Linked DNA regions of Mus musculus: all the other regions are linked to region 1. A link is a contact called in public HiChIP or PLAC-seq data. All regions are on one chromosome and are shown on one strand. Each heading gives the region's core, a stretch centred on a gene start, on an enhancer-like site or on the middle of the called end of the contact. The rest is flanking DNA. Distances are from core to core; before and after follow the strand shown.

What was found. HiChIP or PLAC-seq counts read pairs in DNA pulled down with a chosen protein or histone mark.
Region 2: an H3K4me3 HiChIP or PLAC-seq map of forebrain shows a contact between it and region 1, with 5 times the contacts expected there. The contact joins the promoter of Maml3 here to the enhancer-like site in region 1. A contact is called at or near these places in 11 of 39 promoter capture datasets (the 3T3-L1 cell line, 3T3-L1-derived adipocytes, the HPC-7 cell line and 6 more), 3 of 15 datasets of contacts at CTCF or cohesin (CD8 T cells, the NIH/3T3 cell line and pro-B cells), 9 of 484 Hi-C or Micro-C datasets (the Ba/F3 cell line, the HL-1 cell line, the N1E-115 cell line and 6 more), 29 of 115 datasets of contacts at active chromatin or transcription factors (the 230-238 cell line, the NIH/3T3 cell line, T-cell acute lymphoblastic leukemia and 21 more) and 1 of 9 other capture datasets (pancreatic islet).
Region 3: a contact with region 1 is called in an H3K27ac HiChIP or PLAC-seq map of regulatory T cells, with 5 times the contacts expected there. The contact joins two enhancer-like sites. A contact is called at or near these places in 1 of 15 datasets of contacts at CTCF or cohesin (the NIH/3T3 cell line), 2 of 484 Hi-C or Micro-C datasets (the N1E-115 cell line and bone marrow-derived macrophages) and 8 of 115 datasets of contacts at active chromatin or transcription factors (craniofacial prominence, embryonic basal ganglia, embryonic hindbrain and 5 more).

What each region holds. Positions count from the first base shown.
Region 1 is chr3:51,748,948-51,752,544 of GRCm38.p6, forward strand. All of the region lies in intron 2 of Maml3 (mastermind like transcriptional coactivator 3), which reads right to left. Among named protein-coding and RNA genes, the nearest start is that of Gm46803, 43 kb to the left of the region's middle. Within about 2 kb of position 1,279, at least 123 of the 459 cell types and tissues checked have an H3K27ac peak or open chromatin away from gene starts, as enhancers often do. A contact at or near this core is called in CD8 T cells, the N1E-115 cell line, acute myeloid leukemia and 17 more, where this site is marked.
Region 2 is chr3:52,103,662-52,107,156 of GRCm38.p6, forward strand. It overlaps Maml3 (mastermind like transcriptional coactivator 3), which reads right to left and starts at 1,345. Exons shown (of 5, transcript NM_001004176.2): 1 at 18-1,345. The coding sequence starts at 482.
Region 3 is chr3:52,168,658-52,172,092 of GRCm38.p6, forward strand. It overlaps Gm30074 (a long non-coding RNA gene), which reads right to left. Exons shown (of 3, transcript XR_867257.3): 3 at 2,424-3,011. Among named protein-coding and RNA genes, the nearest start is that of Gm30074, 9.7 kb to the right of the region's middle. Within about 2 kb of position 2,119, at least 15 of the 459 cell types and tissues checked have an H3K27ac peak or open chromatin away from gene starts, as enhancers often do. A contact at or near this core is called in regulatory T cells, where this site is marked.

The DNA.
Region 1 (3,597 bases), core at 29-2,528:
GTTCATGCAGGCTTTCCAAGTACAGGGCCTTAAAGGCAACATGGCTCCGAAATCCCCTTTGTGCTGTGGAGCTGTGGGAAGGGACAATGAGTGACACGCTGCCCGGTGTCCCCATGTAAATGCTACCTCGAGGATACAGTTTTTACCAGGCAGATGGCTCATTTCTGGTCTGTAGCCTCATTTTTCCAGTGTTCCTCATGTACTTGTGAAGTTCTGCCCCTGGAGTCAGGTCCTAATTGGTGTCAAACGCTCAGAGACAAAAGTGAGGTTTGCGCATCATTCATGCGAAGGCTGTAACTGCAGTGACGGGCGGGCCCTGGCTCCAGCCACGCCTGTGGCCAGCAGGACCTGCTGTTGCAGACCTGCTCAAAACTACTGAATGCCAGGCTAAATACCTCTCTGTCATCACTGCCCATCTCCCGACTCTAGCATGTCTTTATGCTGGGGTCCTCTTTAGGTTATCTGTATGTTGACCTTAGTCTGGCTCTAGCAAATCTGGGTAGGGTTGAGGGGGACCCCCATTCATCTCACTACAGATTTGGGGGCCACCCAGCAGACAGGTAATCCTAATAGCCAGGACTCTGCAGTCAGCGAACGGCCGTCTGATTGGATGCACATTCATCTTCAAATTATGTTGTGTGACAGCCTGGGCTGCTGAACACCATTTTAACATGCAGATTGACTCCTCTGAGGCTGTTCATTATGCATTTAGCGGCCTGTTTTCAGACTAACCAGCATGTCAGAGAGGCCCTATCCTTTTTCCACCTGGGTGGAAGAAATCGCTTGCTGACTGTGGGGGAGCATGGATATTAAAATGCATGTTTATTTTTCCGAGTATCCACATATAACAACGTCCCCACCCCACCCCCGCCGCCGCCAGTGCAGGAGGAGAGAAGAAAAGGGGCAGACAGCTTTGACTCTGAAGCAAAGAAAATGGCTATGCCAAACAAGCCAGTCTCTGTGGAAGACAGGAGCTGACAAGGCCAGGCCAGCCTGATGCCTCCCGGCTGCCCTGGCTGCCCGCAAGCCAGCCTGGGTGCGTCCACACAAGCGCTCTTCTGAGACATGCACAGACCCTCTCTTCTCTTGTACACACAGCCCCAAGTATTTTAAGCAGCACACTTCCAATTTCCTGTTTCTAAAATTGTCTCGCATCTCCAATGGCATTCCATGCAATCCTGGCAAGTCACAGGCTCAGGGGCTGAGCCAATTCCACTCCAAGGACAGTGAGAGTCCTGTGTCTGCTGAGGAACAACCAAGTAGGGCCCTGGGTCACTCACCCCTCATCTCTTCCTGGTGTGACTTAACCTCAGTCTGCTGGGACTTTGTCTCCATGACCTCTCTGTGACCTCTAGCTGCTATTGGGCAAACACCCAATAACATCTCTCTCTCTCTCTTTCTCTCCCTCTCCCTCTGTTGTGCCTATGACCCCTAGCTGCTACTATGTGAGCACTGCCATTTCCTCTGTGTGTGTGAGGGTGGGATATGAATATGTGTGTCTGTGCATGTATGTGTGTCTGTGTGTCTATGTCCTTCAGCTGCTATTGGGTGAATACTGCCATTTCCTCTGTTTGTGTGTGTGTTTGGGGGGCGAGCTATGGGTATGTCTTGTACCTGGTGTGTGTGTGTGTGTGAGATCTCCAGTTGCTACTGGGTGAGCATGTCCATTTCCTGTGTGTGTGTTGGGGGAAGGGGTATATGTGTTGTGTATGTGTGTGTATATATGGTGAATGTGATATATACATGTATGTGTGATGTGTATGCGTTCGGTGTGGTGTGTGTATGTGTGTGTTGTATGCTTGCTGTGGTATGGTGAGGATGCTGTGTGTGTGATATGTGCATGTCCTTTCTTGATGCACTTGCAGTAGTTTTAAGATTTCATTCCTGTCCCACATAGTGCCTAACGGTGGCATTTTTTTCCCCCATGTGTTTGAAAGACTCCTTACTTTCTAGGCAAGAGCTTCACTATTGCTGGGCATAGTGGCGAACGCCTTTAGTCCCAGCACTTGGGAGGCAGAGGCAGGTGGATTTCTGAGTTCTAGGTCAGCCTGGTCTACAGAGTGAGTTCCAGGACAGCCAGGGCTATACAAAGAAATCCTGTCTCGAAAAACAACAACAACAACCACCCTCCACTATTGACCTATATCTGTGACCTGTGACCTATATCTGCGGCCCTCGCCTCCTGAGAGGACCCCAGTTCCTTCAGTCTCTGTGGTGGGCTACGCTTGCTGTGCACACAGCACTCCCCTCTGTCATCGGATGTGGGAGGCTCTCCACCGCCTTCCTCTGCTGCCTTGAAAGAATGGTTCTTCAGGGGCTGAGGAGCTTGGCTTGAGAACGCAAGCTCAGAGGCCAGGGCTGAGAGCAGCCACCCTGCCACATGTCCCCAGAGGGCAGGCATGTGTGCTTAAGAGCTTCTGGGTCTTTTGGGGTGGTGTTAAATGCTGCTCTCAAAGATGTGGCTGGGGCTTTGCTATTTACATGAAAATATTACATAGTATGTCCAGAGGGCTCCAGGCACAAAATAAAGCAGAAGGCAGAGCTGCGTTCTGGATTCTGCCGGCATGGCCGTCAGTGGGCATGAAAGGGCTCTGTTGCTTACTCAGGGACTGTGGTACTCCTGAGGAGAGAACCTGAGCGTGGAAACTGTGCCCTTTTGTTTTCACATGGAGTGTGGCGATCCCCACTGGCAGGAACAGGTTGCATGCGGTTGCGAGGCTGTAGCTGGCTGGAGTCACACTGCGGAGTATTATCTGAAAAGGTCTCAACCAGGGAGAACAATATGGCTACCCGGTGCCAGAGGCAACGCTTAGCGATCTGCCCCTTCATTCACACATCTCAACAGCCCTTTATTTGTTTATTTCTGTAACTAGAAACACGGGAGTTCTTAATTTTAAAGTGCTACTGAAGGATTTGTCCTCGAAATACTGTTTAAGGGAAAAATCCTTGAAGGGGCACAAAAGAGACTAATGGTATTAATCAGGTTACCTCTGAACAAGACTGTTGGGTGGTGATAAGCTGCCATCCTGATCCAGTATGGCTGGTGTTCATATCAGAAGAGGGGAATTTGGAAGTAGAAGGACAAGGGACACTATGCTAGGACACAAGGCAAAGGCAGTCATCTCTACACCCAAGGAGCCTCAGAAGAAATGGAGCCTGTCAACATAGCGATCTCAGGTTTGCCATCTCCCCAACTCTGAGGAAATGAAATCCCTGCCTGCTGTTTGAGCCACCTTTACTTTAGTACTTGGTTAACTGCGCAGAAGCAGGGAAACAGAAAGGGTGTGGATGAGGGAGGGAGTCTCAGCACTTCAGGGATTTCCTGCATCACTTTCTCTAGGACCTCTTCGAGAAGGTGGCGCAGAAACTGCAAGCCAGATGCTAATTTCCCAGGGATCAGGGGGGAAATTGGGTTGTTTTGTTTTGGAAAAAAATCTCCACAGAAGTGGATTTGCTCTTTAGCTTCCTGTGCGTAAGCGAGAGCTGACATTTTGAACTGAGAAAATGCCATGAAGGACCTATCTGGCCCTTCAAATAAATATCTAGATTTTTCTTTTTTTTTTTTTTTTAAAGATTTATTTATTTATTATATGTAAG
Region 2 (3,495 bases), core at 95-2,594, 350 kb after region 1:
CCCCAGTGAGCCCTCACCATGATCAGCGTATGGTTCCTCTGCTCGGCTGAGGCAGCCTCCGCATCTTGCTGGGTTTTACTCGGGTGCTGCTGCTTGCCGCTGCCGGCGCCCGATTTCTTGGCTCTCTGCTCCAGGGTCCTCTGATAGAGGCTCACGGTGTCCCGGCGCTCCAGCTCCAGCTGCTCCACCTGAGCCTGCTGATACCTGTTCTCGCAGTTGACGTGGTGCCGCCGGCAGCCCTCGATGCGCTGGCGGAGCCGCTCGACTACCGTGCTGTGCTTGGGGACGGCCGCCGAGCTGCCGCCGGGGCCCCCGGAGCCGCCGCAGCCGCCGGCAGCGGGGTGATTGCCACTCGGAGCAACCGGAGTGCTATTGGGAGTATTCACGCCGATCCCGGCCCCGCCGAGGCTGCTGCTCAGGCTGCTGTTGATGCAGATACTACTACCATTCGCGGCGGCAGCGGGGGCTGCGAAATCCCCCATCCTGCTCCCGGGGCACACTATTTTGGAAGAACTTTTTTTTTTAATCCACCCCCTATCAGCCTTCTCCTTGGGTCCAAGGATTAAAATAGTTTAAGTGGAACGCGGGGGAGACGCAAGCACATGGATGAAAAAACAGCGATCCCCACGGGGTGAAAAAAGGGGGAAGAGATTTTGGGGTGTTTTTTTTCCTTAAAAAAACTGTAAAGATCGAGGGGAGAAAAAAAGGGGGTGTTATCAGAATACCATCAGACACCTATCAACAAATAGAATCCCAACAAACTGAGCCGGCAGCAGATCGGCTTGCAACTCAAGGGGAGATCCGCTCCTCGCCTGCCTCCTTTTAATAATCCATTATTTTCTAATAAATTCCAGGAGGTTTCCGGTGGTTGGCAAGCATTTTCTCCCTACGTACCGAAAAACACACCCCATGTACACACACGAGCGTGTGCCTCCAGTGCGGACACGCGCGACACACACTCACTCCACGCCGCATCGGAAAACGGCGAGCTTGCTTATTGCATTTTCCTTCCACAAAAAAGTTTTGGTGTTTATGCCGCCCCGTGTTCTCAAAGTACTTTGGCTGCTCAGTTGCATTTCACAGGAGCCTAGACATCGAGTCCTCGGGCTGGGCAAGTAAACACATGGACAGTCCGAGGCGACTGCAAAAGTAGATCGCTGGAGTCCTTTGCGAAACGCCGCGCGGAGAGCAGCCACTAATGCTCGGCCAGGCTGCCGCTGCCGCCGCCGCCTCCGCCACCATCACAATGATCAACTGCTCGCCGCCGCCGCCGCCTCCTCCTCCTCCTCGCGCTCCTCCACCTCCTCCTCCTCCTCCATGCCAGCGGAGTGATATCAGGACGCGCGAGCTCAGTAAACACGGCAGCGGCGGCGGCTGGAGGCCGTGAGACAAGCCCGGGGACCCGGTGCAAAACCCGGCCCGGACTCTCCCCTGGCGGGAGCGGGCGCGGCGCGCACCGACCTGACTCCCGCCTCCCTTGCCCCCCCACCCCCTCCCCTTCCCCAATCCAGCTGCTCCCCAGGCTGGGAAGCCCCGACCTGCCAGGAAGAGGGGGGAAAACAAAGATTGGGGGGAATCTTAGGAGTGGATCACCTTTTGACCCGTGTGTGTGTGTGTGTGTGTGTGTGTGTGTGTGTGTGTGTGTGTGTGTGTGTGTGTGTGTAAGTGAGCGCGCGGCGCGCGTGTATGTGTGTGTGCGCGCGCGCGAGTGCGCGGGGACGCGCCAGGCTGGCTGTGTTTCCTTCTGCCCAGCGAGGTATCCAGCGAGCCCAAGTTGTTGTTATACATTTATGCATTATATTGCAGAAATGTGCATGACCAGGCAGAAACAGTGCAGCTTCCCAGCAGCTGTCATCCCCACCCATGTGAAATGAAATAGGCAAACGAGTGGCTTGTTTTCAAGGCCCAGAGAAGACCCTGCTAGTGAACTCTTGCTCAAACTCTAGGACCCTCTTTAACTCAAATAATTTTTTTTCCTTACGTTTATTTGTTTATTGGGAAGAAGTGCCTAGTGCCACACCCCACGCACGCTTAGAAGTCAGAAGACAGCTTTGTGGAGTCCTCTAAGGTGGGTACTTGAGTTTGAACCAAGGTTGTCAAGATCTGGGGCAGTCAGTCACCTTTACCTCCTGGAAATTTCATCAAAGTACCCATTCCTCAATGAACAGAACTAAGCAGTCAAAACAAAACAAAACCTTGGGATATTATTTATTTCTCTGTACATAACGACTGTGGTTATTATGACGATTATTGTTTTATTTATCCTTGAAAAAAAATAAAACCAAGCAAGCAGGGACTTGGAGGTGAGACTAACAGTACATTTAAACAGACTGTTTTGAACACTAGGTGCTAATGACGGCAGCAATTAAGGGTCCTGCCTAAATCAAGTGGAAAGATTGCAGATTTCATGCTTTAGAACTATAGAAAGAAAGAAAGAAAAAAAAAACACAGCATTTCACAGTTTGTTGTGACCAAAACAAAAACAAGCCAAAAAGTGTGTGGGGGGCAGGCTTAGCTTACCACTAGATATATTTTTTTATTTCAATGGATTCACATTCACAATAGCACGATTGAAATGGAGTAGCTGCAGAGAAGTAATCTCAGGTTTTGTTAATTATTATCACACATTATCTACCCAGACACTGAGTAGAACATCTGACAAGAAAGTTCAAACACCCTTGGCTCAGTCTTACACCATTGCCCAGAGACGTCTGCAAAAATGAAAAGGCAGAAATTGCTAGCACTTCTGGGGTCCCTGGGCTACAGACCTCGATGGTGGGGTGTTCATGAAACGGCTTTTTGAATGGATTTGGGGGGGGGAGGGGGTAAAAACACAGCCCTGTTTTCTAAAGTACCCAGGAATAAAAGAAGGCTGGGCCTTGTTTTTTGTATGACAAAACTTTTCCCGGGGAGGTGCGATACACACACCTACTCATTCCAGACAGAGAACCCACCACAGACCAGAGAACAGATGCCATCAAAGGTCCAACTTAAAGAACCAATGAGTTTCATTGGTGTTACTTACAGGAATATGGGTGAGGGGTTCCTTACTGGAGCAGAAATTACTCAAAGACAGCTGCCTCACCACAGCCCACCACAGCCTGGGGACAGCTCACAAGAGCTGGAAACCCGGAGCACACTGCACAGCCTACAGGCAACTCAACAGGCTGGACTGGGTCCTTTCCTGGAGGTGCCTCAGTTGACCTAAACCTCTTCCAGGTAGCTTGGCTGGTTTCTGCAGCTTCTGAGTAGCTGATCTGATCCCAGTCTTCTTTGCAGCTTGGCTTGTCTGAGTGTTTTTGTTTTTGTGAGTTGGGTTTTTTTTTTTTTTTTTTTTTTAACAGTTTCTTTCCCAAGTCTGAGAGCAACTCTTAGCTTCTATCATTTACTCTGGCTGAGAGGAGCCTAGTGAATCTGGTCAGTTTCAGGGACTTCCTGAAGCTGTTTTGAGTAATTTACCTTCCTGCTTAAGGAGCACTTATGCATTAGTCATGA
Region 3 (3,435 bases), core at 869-3,368, 420 kb after region 1:
AATAGACTCTTCAGACAATAGAGTGGATGTTAACTCATTCACCCATCTACCTCGTTAGAGCTGATTTAGATTTTTTTAGCCCCTTCTCTGTACCGTAAGCCTCAACTTTCAGGAAATTAAAAGTTGGTCAGAAAAAAAAATCACTTCAGTTAACAAGCATCAACTCAAGACAAGAATTGTATAAAAATCCTGAGGGGGAGAAAAATCAGCTTACTTGGTGTAAGTGCCAAAATAAAGAAGCTTTTGTGGTTTGGGGCACTTTTAAGTTTTATAATTTGAAAACAAGTAAAACTTTAAACAGAATAAAGAAAGTTCCAGGTCTATAAAATAGATTAATGCCTTAGGTGTGTTTTGAAGATGACTCAAAGGTAGCAGGAATCCTGGAACTATTTGTTGGGGAAATATGCCCTATTGTGCATGAAGATTTTAAATAAAACTACCTATGCCAGCGCTGAATTTTACTTCCCATCTTCAGGCTTAGAATATGAAAATCATTATCCACTACAGCTAATTAGGTAATAACAGGACTTTATACAGCATCTTACACTTACGGATATTAACGTCAGAGGAAAGGGCGGCTTTTCTGGTCAATGGCTACCCTTCTGGTAACCTGCTCTAATGGAGGCAAACCAGAGGTCAATGCCGCGGAGGAGGCCGTGCCTGATGCAGTCAGGCTCTGTTAATCATGGGAAGAAAGGTTTACATCACAACTGCACAGCAAATGAAAGCTTCAGAGTGAGTCTCCCTTTCCTAGGTGTTAGGTCATAACCTCATGCTCTTTACGGGAGACTGTGTCCTCACACTCTTCTCAGATACTCTGAATTCAAGAAAGACAGGATGGATCCGCAGGTAGAGCAGGTTCTGAGCCTGCAGCTAAGAGCGGGGAGGAGAGTGGCGTTGGGATCAGACAACCCCTCACTGACCCTTATTCTGTAATTTACCAGACAAGTGGCTTGATTTCAATTAAAGTAATTTGATCTTTTTTTTGAGACAGAGTTTTACTATGTTTTCTAGGCTGGCTTCAGACTCTTTCTGTAGCCCCGGGCTTGTCTAGAATTCCTAGGGATTGTCCCCCTCCAAGCTGAGGTTATGGTGTGCACTGCCACATCAAGATAGGCCAAGTAGCTTTGGAACTCACCTGAAGCTCTCTTTATTCATTCCTAACAAGGAGTTATAAGAAATACACATTCCTATAGCTATTTCTAGGGGTTACATAAAGAAAGGTGTTTAGGACATAGAAGCAACAAATATTAGACATCGTTTTTATTACTGTGGCTTGTTTTCCAATAGTCTGTGTGGCACATTTCACATGTATTGCCTAGAAGGATAGCTTTCACCACTGCATGGAAGAAATAGGAGGCAATACTCCCTGCTTATATTTGCTGAAACATGACCAAGAAGTAGCACTGGGTGGCTGTGGTGCCTCAGTCCAAGAGGCAGGGTCCCAGAAACCGGACTTCAGGAAGGACAGATGCTTCTGGGACACACAACCTTACAGCAACCCCCTGTTCCTTTGGCTCTTACAGTGTACGCCCCTCTTCCACGGTGACTCCTGAGCCTTGGACGCAAGAGTTTGACTATAGATGTAGCCATTGGGACTGGGCTCCACAACTCTGCATTTTGATTGGTTGTGGTTTTCCATAATGGCCTCCATCTCTTGCAAAGGCAAGTTTTCTGGATGAGAAACATGGCTGCCTCAACTTGACCTGTACAAACACCAACAGGCATGCTAACATGGAAGGGGGAAAAGCCCAAGGAGACTCAAGCCTAGACAAAGACCTGTAGACACCTTAAGGAAGCTGAGAGCAGGCAAAAGTCTTCCCCAGGAAAGAGCACGTCAGCTGGTTGCCCAATACCAAATGGTCAGCCCGGAAAACATACATGCAAGTAACGTTGTAGACTGGGCAGGTTTCATATGAAAGGAAAAAACGATGAACGATAGTCAGACAATAATGTAAAGTCAAGATCAGGCGAGACAGGCCCTCAAATGGAGACACATCAGCATGCCCGACACTCAGCACATTTATCATGTATGACATGAAGGGGACCTGGGTTAGCTAAACCTAGTAGGGGGTCTCTGTAGGAGAACAGTCTCAAGGGGCATGATCATGAAGCCATCCAGGATGACTCTCTCCACTTCCTGTTTTTAGCTTAAGGTTAACATCCACACATAGCCCAGGGGAAGGCCCTAGGACTGGCCCGTGACATAGATTGGCCCTTGACCTGGCTGTGTTAAGGACATCACACAGGGATACACTTGGTCCCCACCCTATGGGATTCAGAAAGCTTGGACCCCTCACCCTGTTCTACCATCGAAAACTTGGCGAACCTACCAAACTCTTTGTGGCTCAAGGGTAACTGTCGCTGTGTGTTTTTCTCGGTCTCTGGCTTCCTGTCTCTCTGTTTCTGTCTGTCTGTCTCTCTCTTGTGTGTGTGGGGAGTGTGGGTATGCGTGCTGTGTGTGAGTTTGATATGCACATCTGAATGATTAGCCAAAACTCGCCACTCAATTTCTATGAGGATTAAATAACAAGATAGATGTGAGCAAATTTTAAAAAAACTGTAAAGCACTTAGTTTAAATTAGAGTGTATTCATAATTTCCAGCATGCCCCAAGTCAGTTGTGACTAATTTCTAGATCTCTATTTTCCCCTAGAAGTTTATTGTTATTTGGAACAATTGTTATTTATTACTGGTTTATTAATAGAAGACCTACCGCTAACAAGAAGCCCAAAATGAATTCATGGCTTAATAGCGTCATCGCTTTGCTTTTAATCTTGTTTGAAAAGTAGAGCCTTCTCAGGGTGTTGACACAAGGGGCTGTATTGCTTAATATTGGCCGTACCAAAGTTCATCAGAGCATACTTGACAGTTCTGACATTTATTGCTTACAGAATATACTCTTCCAGGACTGTAGTTGGCAGAGTGATGGATAAGCAGGTATGAGGCCCTGGGTTCAATCCCCAGCATCGCATTCTGTGGTGGTCTACCCTGTAGTTTCAGCACAGGGAGCTGGAAGCAGAACCAAAGAGTGAAGTCACCTTTAGTTGCATAGAAACGTAGACATCAACCTGAGCTTAAAAACACATCTACCAACCAAACACCCCACAAAGAAGACCAGGGAGAGGGTTCAACTGGTAAAGTGCTTGCTGCTTGATCCCTGACACCTTGTAAAAGCCAGCTGTGCTAGCATGGATCTGTAAATGCAGCTCCCGGGAGACGGATGCAGTGCTTGCCCGCAGTTGGAAGGGAATCCAGGACTTAGTTTGTCTCATGCTCACAGGGACCAGCCTGGTGCTATCTGCCTCTGTCACTGATGCCGGCTGGGCATGTGACTCCCAGAGGCCCATGCTCCTGCTGCAAGATGTCACCAAGCTTCTGGATTTTGACACCTCCACCTTCTTTCCTTCTTTCCCTAAGACAAGCACTGGCAGGT